Linked DNA regions of Triticum aestivum: region 2 is linked to region 1. A link is a contact called in public Hi-C data. All regions are on one chromosome and are shown on one strand. The core of a region is the stretch at or near the end of the contact, and the rest is flanking DNA. Distances in the headings are between cores, read along the strand shown.

What was found. A called contact is a pair of places that touch in the nucleus more often than the background predicts.
Region 2: a Hi-C map of an unstated tissue shows a contact between it and region 1, with 7 times the contacts expected there. The contact joins two enhancer-like sites. A contact is called at or near these places in 3 of 5 Hi-C or Micro-C datasets (leaf and an unstated tissue) and 1 of 1 datasets of contacts at active chromatin or transcription factors (leaf).

The regions. Positions count from the first base shown.
Region 1 is chr5D:335,933,204-335,938,982 of IWGSC CS RefSeq v2.1, forward strand. No RefSeq gene overlaps it. Among protein-coding and RNA genes, the nearest start is that of LOC123121572, 130 kb to the left of the region's middle. Within about 2 kb of position 3,663, at least 1 of the 8 cell types and tissues checked has an H3K27ac peak or open chromatin away from gene starts, as enhancers often do.
Region 2 is chr5D:336,088,769-336,094,547 of IWGSC CS RefSeq v2.1, forward strand. No RefSeq gene overlaps it. Among protein-coding and RNA genes, the nearest start is that of LOC123121573, 19 kb to the left of the region's middle. Within about 2 kb of position 2,118, at least 6 of the 8 cell types and tissues checked have an H3K27ac peak or open chromatin away from gene starts, as enhancers often do.

The DNA.
Region 1 (5,779 bases), core at 2,413-4,912:
TGCAGATCAGCAGATGAAATTACGATTAGTAGATAAAACTACGATATAGATGAAATTACGATCAGGCTAATAGGGCCCAGACAACGAGCTGAACAATCGGAGCAGCTGAAATGAGTCACTGCGGACGCCGGAACTGAAGCCGAAACACAGGGCCATACCCGCACGACCGACGGAGGCAGCGGAGGGACCTTTGGATCCTGGGACTGACGAACGTCGGAGGGAGAGGGCCGCTACCGCCGGATCTGGAAGGGCCGTCGCCGCCGTCAGTTAGATCCGTGTCGCCGCCGAGCTTGAGCCGCTGCAACTAGATGCAGCGGCGCCGGTTGGACAGGTGAGAGGGAGGAGAGCGGGGGTAGGGGGAGCACGCCGCCGCAGTCTCCTCCAATAGCTCTGCTGCTGCTCTCCCTCCTTCTCCGGCGCCGGCGTTGGCGTCGCCGCGACACGAGAGAGGTCGGGCGAGAGGGTGTGGCATTTCGCGAGAGTGGGCGTGGCGTTTCGAGCGAGCGAGAGAGAGAGACGGGGTTTGCTTCCACGAGTCGGGACGCGCGGGTCATTTCCCGACGATTTCCACGCGGTTTGGGAGGGGTTTAATCCCACCCGGGTCTAAATGAAGGCTGTTAGAAGCCAAACCGGGATCCGACCCCAGCCGGGGCGAAACCCATGTGGATCAGCGGGGTTTCGGACCGATCCCGGCGGGGGTGGGGATAACCGAACAAAGCTTTAAGGGGCGCTTCAGGTGCTGAATAGGGTTTGCCAGCGCTTCCGAGGCCTCGCTGCTGCATCTTTCGTTTGAGTCCTCGTCCCGATATAGGCCCTATAGTTTGTATTGAGCTGAGAGAGAAGAAAAAAAATATTGGGAAAAATAAGAAACAATGCAATTTCCTAACACGTTGTGTTGCAGCTTATAGGTCACCATAAGAACTAATCATTCTTTCCAGCAAGAGCAGCCATGAAGCAGACGCCCGAATAACCTTGATACCAAATATTTGAAATTCCTAAACTGTTAGTAGTCCAATCCAGTAATTTTTATATATTTGAGATATTATAAATACATATATACCAAATAATAATTTACTTCAATTTTTAATCGCACAGTTAATACTTGTTCACGTATGTGAAAAAATCTTAAAGCAACTTTTCAAAGATGTTTATAGAATGAATTGCGACATTTAAAAATGTTCACACATTATAATCTGTTTGTGGAATAAATAAGGAATGATTATACAATATTAAAGACCTCTGCGTAATTCCGTCTCGAGCAAGAGTGAAAGAAATAAGATCATGGAAGATGTTTATAGCTTTATCAGATTCTCTTTTCTGAAGTTGCATCTACAACTACTTATTAAAAATAATTCTATGCTTGTGGGTAAATGCTCAGTATCCAAGTGGGCTTAAAAATTGATCATGATCAATTGCTTTGTGGACCGTCTTATGTCTCTTGATTAGTTGGTATTTATCCCCTCAATATCGCAAGTTTCGTACTATTCAAAAAAATATTTGTCACATCTTTCTAAAAATGTTTGTGACATTACCGAACATTTGGAATAATGTAAAAAAAAGTGTGTGCGTAATTTTAAAAGTAGTTTCAGGCCAATCAAAAAATGTTTATGATTTAAAAAAAAATCTAACTCTTAACAACTGCTTCGCACGTTTAAAAAACGTTGACGAAATTTATAAAAAATACTGCTTTCATCTGAAATGTAATATCATTGTTAGCACTATCAAAAAATGGTCCTGCATTTTGGGACGAAGGGAGAATTCAATGTATGTTAAAAAATGTACACCATGTATGAAAAAATTATCAAACATGTGTTCAAGAAGTGTTAAACGTGTATCTGGAAAAAGGACAATGTGTATTAAAAACTGTTCATGTGTACTTGACAATTGTTTAATGTGTAACACAAAAAGGTTAAACTTGTGGATGAGAAAATAGCAACATATATTTAAATGAAAGTTGATATGTACTTAAAAGGGGGAAAATAAAAAACAAAACAAAAATGTATAAGAACCAAAAGAAAACTAAAATAAACCGATTAAAAACATTAGAGAAACATACAGAATAGTGAAAAATCAGAAGAAAAAGGACAAAATCATATGAAAGGTTCTAAAACCGGTTTTTACCAATATGTAAAATATTCCCAAAATTGCCATACTGTACTGGCTTGCTAAGGCAAGCGTTTCATGCGAGACGGAGGTTGGTCCCTTTTTTTTACTATTGTATCCAGGCATGCCCCCTTTTCGTATCTATAATGCAAACCATCTCTTTGTCGCTAACACCGATAATGCCCCTTTCCTTTAATACTACCTTCGAGAAATTTCTCTCGTGTCCCTGTAGTGATAAGAGCACATTCTCCAACGGCTTTGAAGCCGAGGCAGCCATCCTCTTGCCAATCCTAAAACATAAGAAAGAAAATCCCTGCCTTCATTGGTACATAGCCCCCGCTTCGTTTGAGTCCTTTTCATATTAGACTTCTGGGCCGAATGCAGGCCTAATAGTTCGTAATGGGCCGAAAGAGAGAAAAAACGATTGAGAAAATGAGAAACAATGCGATTTCCTTCACACGTTGCGTTGCAGTTCACACACACAGGTCACCGTGAGAGGTTTTACTCGAAAAAAAGAAGGGTCACCGTGAGAGGTAATCATTCTCTCTGACAGAGCAGCCATGAGCACAAGACCGAATATTCACGGATAGAACCTTGCTATGCGTACGACGAGTTTTCTGCCCTACGACTAGAGATAATTATAAATAGTTCAGTTTGTGGGCCATAGTATCTACAGATGATTTTGCTCTCTGGTCATACCGTTCGGACGAGAAAAGCATCGTATGCAAAGCAGTTTCGTCACGGATACACACAGGATCAGAATATTTGCAGAGCCGCATTGTGGGCTGCACCCGACCTGCAGTCGGCAGTTTTCTTGCTTTGCAGCCTAGCCTAGTGCTCCGCTGCTCGCTACGGCTCGTCTCTCGTCGTCTGGTCTGACCGAGCAGGCAGGCAGGTGAATCATTACGACTCAGGCCGCACAATCCCGGTGCCAACAATTCCCTCGCCTCTGCCTGCCTCGATCGTGCGGCCGGCGCAGGGGCGAGACGATCAATCATCAAGCAAATTATTCGCCGGCGGCACTGCACCGCACCGCACCGCACCCAGCCGATCGATGAATTCAGCAGAGGGTCATCGATGCTTGGTGATGGAGTGGCGTGGGCTTTTTCTTGGATTCTGCACTGTGCAGCAGATGCGAACAAAACGGGCTAGCAGAGGGCCCAATCATTCAGTGTGCGAGATACCCCACCCAAAAATATAAGAAATTTCATCTCGCGGGATGGTGCTGCCGCGCCTTTTGAACGAGAGCGAGGATGGCGCCGTGGCGGCCGGGGACGGCGATACGCGGCGGTCCTGCCCTGCCCGGCTGAGTTGGTTCTAGGGTGATGATTCTTCCCCTTTCCTTTTTGGACGGAGTCACAGTCAGGTCAGGTCGGGGTGATGATTCTTGGCTTGGCTGGAGCGATGCAGGTTGATGCATGGACCATCGTCCATGTGTGCCTGGCAGATTCAGAGATTTCCATGATGAGCAAGACCTGATCGAGTGATCGATCATCCAGCTGAAGGCGCATCCCCCCACTGATGACTGATGAGATGCTCGCTCTGCTGGACCATCGGCCCACACATGACCACCGAACCATGGATGATAGTAGTACCGGTTATGAAGTAAGTATGAACGGATGCGGCCATGCGGGTGCGTGATTGATTGGGTTCAGGTTCACGTCGTCCATGACACGACACGGCGTCGGGCAGGGCTGGACAAGACCGAACGACCGGCCGAAGCGACATCAACCTTGACCGTTTCTCTCCGCCGGCCCGGGGAGCGCAGGCAGCGACGACGACCCGGTGTACGTGAAGCGCCGGCCTGCACTCGGGGCAGGCAGGCTGCCACGGCACGAAAAGCAGGGCAGGCGCCCTGGGCCGCGCTGCAGCCCCCGTCAATGCGTAAAGGGATCCTATGTCTCGACCTAGCTGCGCTCGCTGCTGCCTCTTGAGACGGACTCGATCGTCCGGCCCCAGCGCGCCAGCAAAAAACTGCTCTGCATGCATGCAGTTGGTGGCTGTTTTGTTTTGTACGTAGCCCGATCATTAGCTAGCGGCCGGCCTAGTGCAGTGCGTGACAGCCGAGAAAAGCGAAAACTAGCTCGTTCAAGCCTTTGGCTCTCTGGTCACGGTCTTCGGACACTTGAAGCTAGTGCTACGTAGCATACTAGCATGAGACCTTTTTCCTCCTTTTTACCCGATCGGATCAGTGGATCATGTGCCAGAGGGAAGATCCAGGGGGAGTTGTTAGCTGGCAGATTGCTCATGAGATCTTTGACGGCTAGCTCATGAGGTCTGCTTGCTACAGAAATGGAGCAGCTTTGAGACAACTTATAAAACAACTAATGGAACGAACAGCTAATGCTACGTGGTCGTACCAGTACTATGTGCCCACACTATGGAGTAGTAGTACCTCGAGGAGAATCATGGGATGCCCTCTGCGTCTCCCTGCGTGCATGCCATGGTTTTGGCTGCCGCCGATCATCATGTAGGACTCGAATCGTGCAGTGTTTCAGAGAGCCGATAAGTACCCTAGGAGATGATGCAGTCAGTGAGAATTGCACTCCCCTGCGCTGCAAACGCAGCGAGCCGCGCTAGCGCGCTACTCTTCCTTTATGAGCCATGAGGCGCCTATCGGCAAGGCTTGGAAAAGCCTTAAGTTTAGGCTCCCTTCCAGGTAATCACGCGGATGCCTTGGATCGAGGAGCGTCAAGGTTCACTACTCGAAAATGTGGACCGGACCTCGTTAATACTATGTGCAGTGGACCCTGCTCTGTATACTGCACTCTCTTTTCAACGGTTCTGTATACCGTACTCCGTGCCCTCCATGGTGTACTATTTTGTTTATTCCCCACAGATGGCGACCGAGATACAGTACTCCCTTGTTTCTTTTTACTCTACATATAAGATTTGGTCAAAGTCAAACCTTGTTAACTTTGACTAAGTTTATAAAAAAAAATCAAGATTCACATTATGAAATCAATATTATTAGATGCATCATGAAATTAATTTTCATATCATATAGCTTTGGTATTGTAGATGTTGATATTTTTTCTATAAAGTTGATCAAACTTTATAAAGTTTGACTTTGACCAAGTCTTATATGCAGACTAAAAAGAAACGGAGGGAGTACATTCTTCAACATGGTCAACAGTTAAACTTCTCAACTCTATCGGCGAGTAACCTGTCAATCATACTACGGCTACAATACAATAGGTTGATGGCGTAGGAACTAGAAGTTGTACGAAAATTTGATAGGATGACACTTGTCATCATCTTAAAAATCTTGAGATGAATCATAAGAAACGAGAGTGGTACGTGGTACTATATCTTAACTGGGAGGGGAACGTTTGAAACCTATGGGTAGGTGCATCTGTTTTGCAAAAACAAATTAATAAGAGTTAATTACGCTATTAGTACACAAACTTGCACGGTGCGTATAAATTCATACATAAAGTTGAAAAATGACACAAATTAACCCTAAAACTTGTGTTTGAGGTACACTTACATACATTTCCGTAAGTGACAGTTAACTTACTGCTAACTTTGCCTACGTGGCACACCAGCGAGGCCAGGCCCGCACTCTCTTATTTGTGGGTCCCACCTATAAGTGAGAAAGAGAAAGAAAAAAAGAATAATGTAGCACTGTTGCTGCCTAAACTCGATCTCAAAAGCTCCCGCATAGGGGGTGTTG
Region 2 (5,779 bases), core at 868-3,367, 150 kb after region 1:
ACTCGGCCCCACCGAAACTTTCTATCCGGCGCCACCGAGTTCTCTTGACATAGCCACTGCCAGAAACCCTAATCAATTCGGTCTCACCGATGGGATCTCGGTCTCACCGAGATGGGCTTGCAAACTCTCTGTTGCCTATTGCATTAATTTCGGTCTCACCAAAATATGAAATCGGTCCCATCGAGTTTGCTTGGCCAACTCTCTGTTTTTCTTATTACCCAAATCGGTCCCACCGAGTTTGTGTAATCGGTCCAACTGAGATAAGGCTTTACCCTAACCCTAGCACATCGGTCCCACCGAGTTGATCATGTCGGTCCCACCGAAATGCCTAACGGTCACATTATGAACCAAATCGGTCCGACCGAGTTTTATAATTCGGTCCCACCGAGTTTGGTGATTTGTGTGTAACGGTTAGATTTTGTGTGGAGGCTATATATACCCCTCCACCCACTCTTCATTCGTGGAGAGAGCCATCAGAACATGCCTACACTTCCAACATACATTTTCTGAGAGAGAACCACCTACAGTTGTGTTGAGGTCAAGATATTCCATTCCAACCACATAAATCTTGATCTCTAGCCTTCCCCAAGTTGCTTTCCACTCAAATCATCTTTCTACCAAATCCAATCCTATGAGAGAGAGTTGAGTGTTGGGGAGACTATCATTTGAAGCACAAGAGCAAGGAGTTCATCATCAACACACCATCTATTACCTTTTGGAGAGTGGTGTCTCCTAGATTGGCTAGGTGTCACTTGGGAGCCTCCGTCAAGATTGTGGAGTTGAACCAAGGAGTTTGTACGGGCAAGGAGATCGCCTACTTCGTGAAGATCTACCCTAGTGAGGCAAGTCCTTCGTGGGCGATGGCCATGGTGGGATAGACAAGGTTGCTTCTTCGTGGACCCTTCGTGGGTGGAGCCCTCCGTGGACTCGCGCAACCGTTACCCTTCGTGGGTTGAAGTCTCCATCAACGTGGATGTACGATAGCACCACCTATCGGAACCACGGATAAAAAATCTCCGTGTCTCCAATTGTGTTTGCACACTCCAATCCCATCCCTTTACATTCTTGCAACTTGCATGATTTACTTTCCGCTGCTCATATACTCTTGTCATGCTTGCTTGATATGTATTGTGAATGTTTGAATTTGTGCTAAAACTCCACTTCAACTTAAAGAATTTAAAAACTGCAACTTTTCTTGCTAAGAGTCTATTCAGCCCCCTCTAGACACCTCTTCTCGATCCTTTCAACGGGCAGGAGCGCGCGGGCGGCGGCCGTTTTTATTTTCTTTTTTATGTTTAATTATGGCACTAAGTTGGACGTGAAACTGGCCGTTTTGTGGCCATGACCCTAACTTAAGTTTTAAGTTTTTTTAAATGCGTTTATTTATTTTTTAAAGTCATTTTATTTAAGTTTTTATGTTTTTTAATCACGTCCAACACGGACAAGATTTGGGATGCGGCCGCGCGCTGGGCGCACCCACGACCCATCGGACAGACGCGGACATGGGCGAACCCATTGCCGCCTCAAAGGGACAAAATCCGGCCAAACCGGACGTCTGTTTGGGGTCGTGCGGTGGAGTTGGCCTAACGCAACGACGATGTCTGCGGACGGCCGAAGAGCTCTCCCGTCGTCTTGTCCCCCCCTCGCGGCCTTCTCGATGGTTGTTGACCGTGCCACCGTGGCATCTGGGCTGGCCCGGTGTTTTTGTTCGATATACTTCCACCGGTTCTTTTTAGTCTTTTTTTTAAGTTTGTTTCTTTTTAGTTCGCGTATATGTTTTGTCCGAAGTTAAAGTATATCTACTTTGACCAAATTTATAGAAAAAAGTATCAACATTCAGAATGCCAAATCAATATTGTTAAATTCATTATGTTTCATAGTATATTTTGTATTGCAGATGTTGATATTTTTTAATATAAATTTGGTCAAAATTTATAAAGTTTGACTTGACAAAAATCGAATACGCTAAGTAAAAAGACCAAAGGGAGTATGGTCTGTGAGCCGTGTTTGATATCTAACATATAAAGCCTCGAGAAGTGTTAGGCACAGCCGATGCCTCGAGAGCATGGCACCACGCGAGACGAAAAAGACCACCGCACCGCGCCCGCGCGTGGGGGGCGCAGTGCACCACGCGACCGAAAAAACCACCTCACCGCGCTCAACGTGCAGGCCCCGCACCCGTCCGCTTTCTCCTCCAGTGAATCGAGCGGGCAGCGAGCGACAGTGAAAGAAACGCTCCCCACGCGCACGAACCCTAGCCGCCGCTCTCCTCCCCCGCGACCCCCAACCACCACCGCTCCTCTCTCCTCTGCCTGGACTCCCAGCCACCCAACCCAAACTCCGGTGGCCTCCTCTCCCTCCAGCGCCGCCGCTCCACCCTCACCTTCCTTCGTCTCCAAAGGAAGGGAAGGGAAGGGGAGGGGAGGCCCAGATCGAGCGGAGCGACGCCCAGATCCGCAGCGGCACCGGCACCAGCGCGCTGTCGTCCACCCGGTCCTCAAGGAAGGCCATGGATGGGGGCGGAACCCTAGCCGGCGACTCCTTTTCGTGGCCGCCAAATCCTTCCCTGGAGCTGCACCGTCATCCATCTCTCTACATGTTTCTCGATTCGCTGTCGCCGCGCGTTGTGCTTCTGGATCACGTGCAAGTCATTGCCATTGGAGAGCAGGGGTGGCGTGGTATTTATGGTGGGCATGGAGCAGGGGAGGATGAGGGGTGGCCATGAGGTAAGGAGCAGCAAGGTCTCATCTTCTTCCCCAGTTTTTACTCCTAGATTTATGGGTTTTTTCTAAACACATGTGTGCAGATCTGAGAGAAAAGGAGAAGGGGATGAATCTTGAGGAAGATCTTGGTGAAGAAAAAGGTGATCTCTCTCTCTCTCTCTCTCTCTCTCTCTTTCTCTCAAGGTAGTCATGTTCATTTGTTCTACACGGGGCTATGTTATTTTGGTGTGCCAGAGAGTAGTTATTGTCAGAAGATTGCATTCTTCATGTGTTACATATGTCTTCTTCTTTAAACAATGCTCTTCAATTTCTGGATTTGGTGCAAGTTCAAGGTCATGTTTTTACACCCTAATTGGTTATATTTTGTACACCAACTTGTTCGTTTAGTGGTGGTTCGTTACCTGGTTTACTTTTCTTCTGTTGGCATACTCATTGAATTTTTACGACAGTAAATGATCTATTTTAGTCCACTTTCATCGATTTGTATTGCTGCTATTTCTCATGGGATATTCAGGAGTTGTGAACACATATTTTGTAGGTGTTCCTAATGGCAATGGTGGTATAATCAGCAATGAGAAAGAAGGAACTGTGATTGGATTTGTACTAGGTATATTCCTCATCTCTCTCAGTTCATGGTCCAATCATCACCCTGATGTAACTGCTTCTTCGCAACTGATTGTTTAGATTCTTGTTAGGCTGACCACTAATTAAACTATTTGTCCCCTTGTTATAGCTAATCATCTATCTTGTGATCGGTCGGCTGCTGCGTATGGTGGCAGCCACACATGATAGTGAATGGAATCTAATCCGTAGTAAAGTTAGTGCTAAATCGTAGGTGTGTATATTCAGGTTCAGTACACTTGAGCAATTTTGTGAGGATATGTAGCTAAAATTTCCAGTTTTTCCTTTCGTAGTTGCAGCAGTTTTTCTGTACCAACTGCTTCCTCTTATTAGTAATTTCACGTTAGAGGAGAAGGTTTAGTTTACTTTTCTTAGGTTGTGAATTCCACAAACTTTGGTATGTGCATTTGGGCTTATGAAGTTTGACAAAGCAGGCAAGGCAAACAAAACTGCTGCACCAGAAGAACCTGTGCTCCAGTCTGACGAAGCAGCCAGGCTGTATATACACATCTTTGCTTCCTGATCCGTTTTGTCACCCTTGATGGTCAGGCTGATGCTTCTTCGCTTGATGCTGAAGAAAAGGATGATCATATTAAGATCCCCAAGAACAACAGGTGCTGCATCTTCTCTTGTATCTTTATCTGTGTACTTTAAATTCACATGGACAGTCGAATTGTCTGTATATACACACCTTGAAATTAAGAAACTCTGGTGGTGCAAAGGGAGTTAGGACAGGGAAGAAATCAAAGCAGTGACTGCTTTGCACTAGCTGTACAGGGACCGAAAGCCTATAGGTATAGCAATAAATTCCCCTCTGATGCTCAAGTTAAATTTCCTTGTTGAAGATATGGCTGGAAGTTATGTTTTTAATTTGATTCTATAAACTACAGGCAATTTTGCGTATTAATCTCTTCATTTTTTCCTACTACACTTGCCTAAATTAAGATAAGCCGGCTCAAACTGTAGGCGGTATTCTTTGAAGTTCTTCCTACATCTACACGTTGCACAAAATATTGGATCTTTGTAGTGCGTCTCATCAGTGGAGATTACATAGTAGGCAGTAGGGACACCATAATATACTATCTTCCTACTTTAGGATTTTCTTTTAGAACATATAAGTACATTCAGTAATATGTGTCTTGTTTTAATTTGTCCGCGGTGACTGTGGAAGTATTCTCTGCTTTACCGTCAGTAAAAAGAAGGCATACAAAAAATTAAGTTGTGCCTTGGTTGAATGCCTCATTTAATTGTCGCTTATTTATTTCAACTTATTCAATTCTCATGGAGCTTTCCTTATGCTTTCCTTAGCTAAAGAAGAAAAGAGGGGTTGTCAGGTCAGACTTTGGTGCGTCTCTGACTAGAGATAGCTGGATCCGTCTGACGCTCTTCCAAATAGTGCAGTGCAGATTCGCTGACTGGTACAACCTCTATACCTTTGCTACTCTAGCTTAGTTTTACATTTCTTAGTATCAACAAATAAGTTGGCCCCAGTATATACTTGAAGATTGCATCGGGTACAAAATGATTGGCCAGCTAAAATAATTAGGTATACTGCTCATCTATGTTTTTGGAATAGATAATGGTTATTTTTTCCAACATTGGCCCACCCAGTTAATTGAGTTGTGTCTATGAAGGGTCAATAGAGTACTTCCTTTAACAAAAGGAGTACCAGTTTGGTTGCCACATGACGGTAAAGCCAGAATGGTGGTACTGAAAAGTGGTCTGTAATGCTCATCTGTGTTGTGGAGTTGGAACTTGGTTCTTTTGAAGCTGGAGTAGCTAGGTTGCCCATACATACATGCCACCCACTAAATTCAGATTTCAGTATACTGTTTAGAATAGGATGGATCACTGTGTTGTGTTCAGAATTAGAGCTAGAGAGAAGAAAAATAGTTGCCACCATAGGATTCATTTGTGACTGCATGGTTGCACTGTTGATTTTCTTAAAGTACATTAGCCTCTTGTTCTTGGAAGAATAGATTGACGTCTGTACCTCAGGTCTAACAAGGCATGTAGGTTGGTCGGTGTATTGATTTTGACGCTTCTTGGTCGGTGTTTCGGAAGCCATGTGCTTTTGTATATTTGCACACACTTTCTTCCTCTTTGCTATTTTCTCTCTTTAGTGTTGCTTTGATGTTTCTTTGTCACTATTCGTTGTTCTGCTTTGGGTGGCCTCTGCCTTGGTTTATGGTTCCATATGGCTATCTCTATGTATACATATGTAGGTTTTGTTTGAACTGTACTCAAATTGTGCAGATGTTTTCATATTCATGCCTTCCTCTTTTTTACTCGTGAGATTGCTAGATAGTTGAATATCATTGGCCTCTGTCGGCATTCTGTTTTTGCAGTTTGAAATGAGTATTTGTCCATTGATATTAAACTTCACAATAGGTAGTGGCATCTTTAGAAAAAAGTAGTGGCAGATATGCTGGACA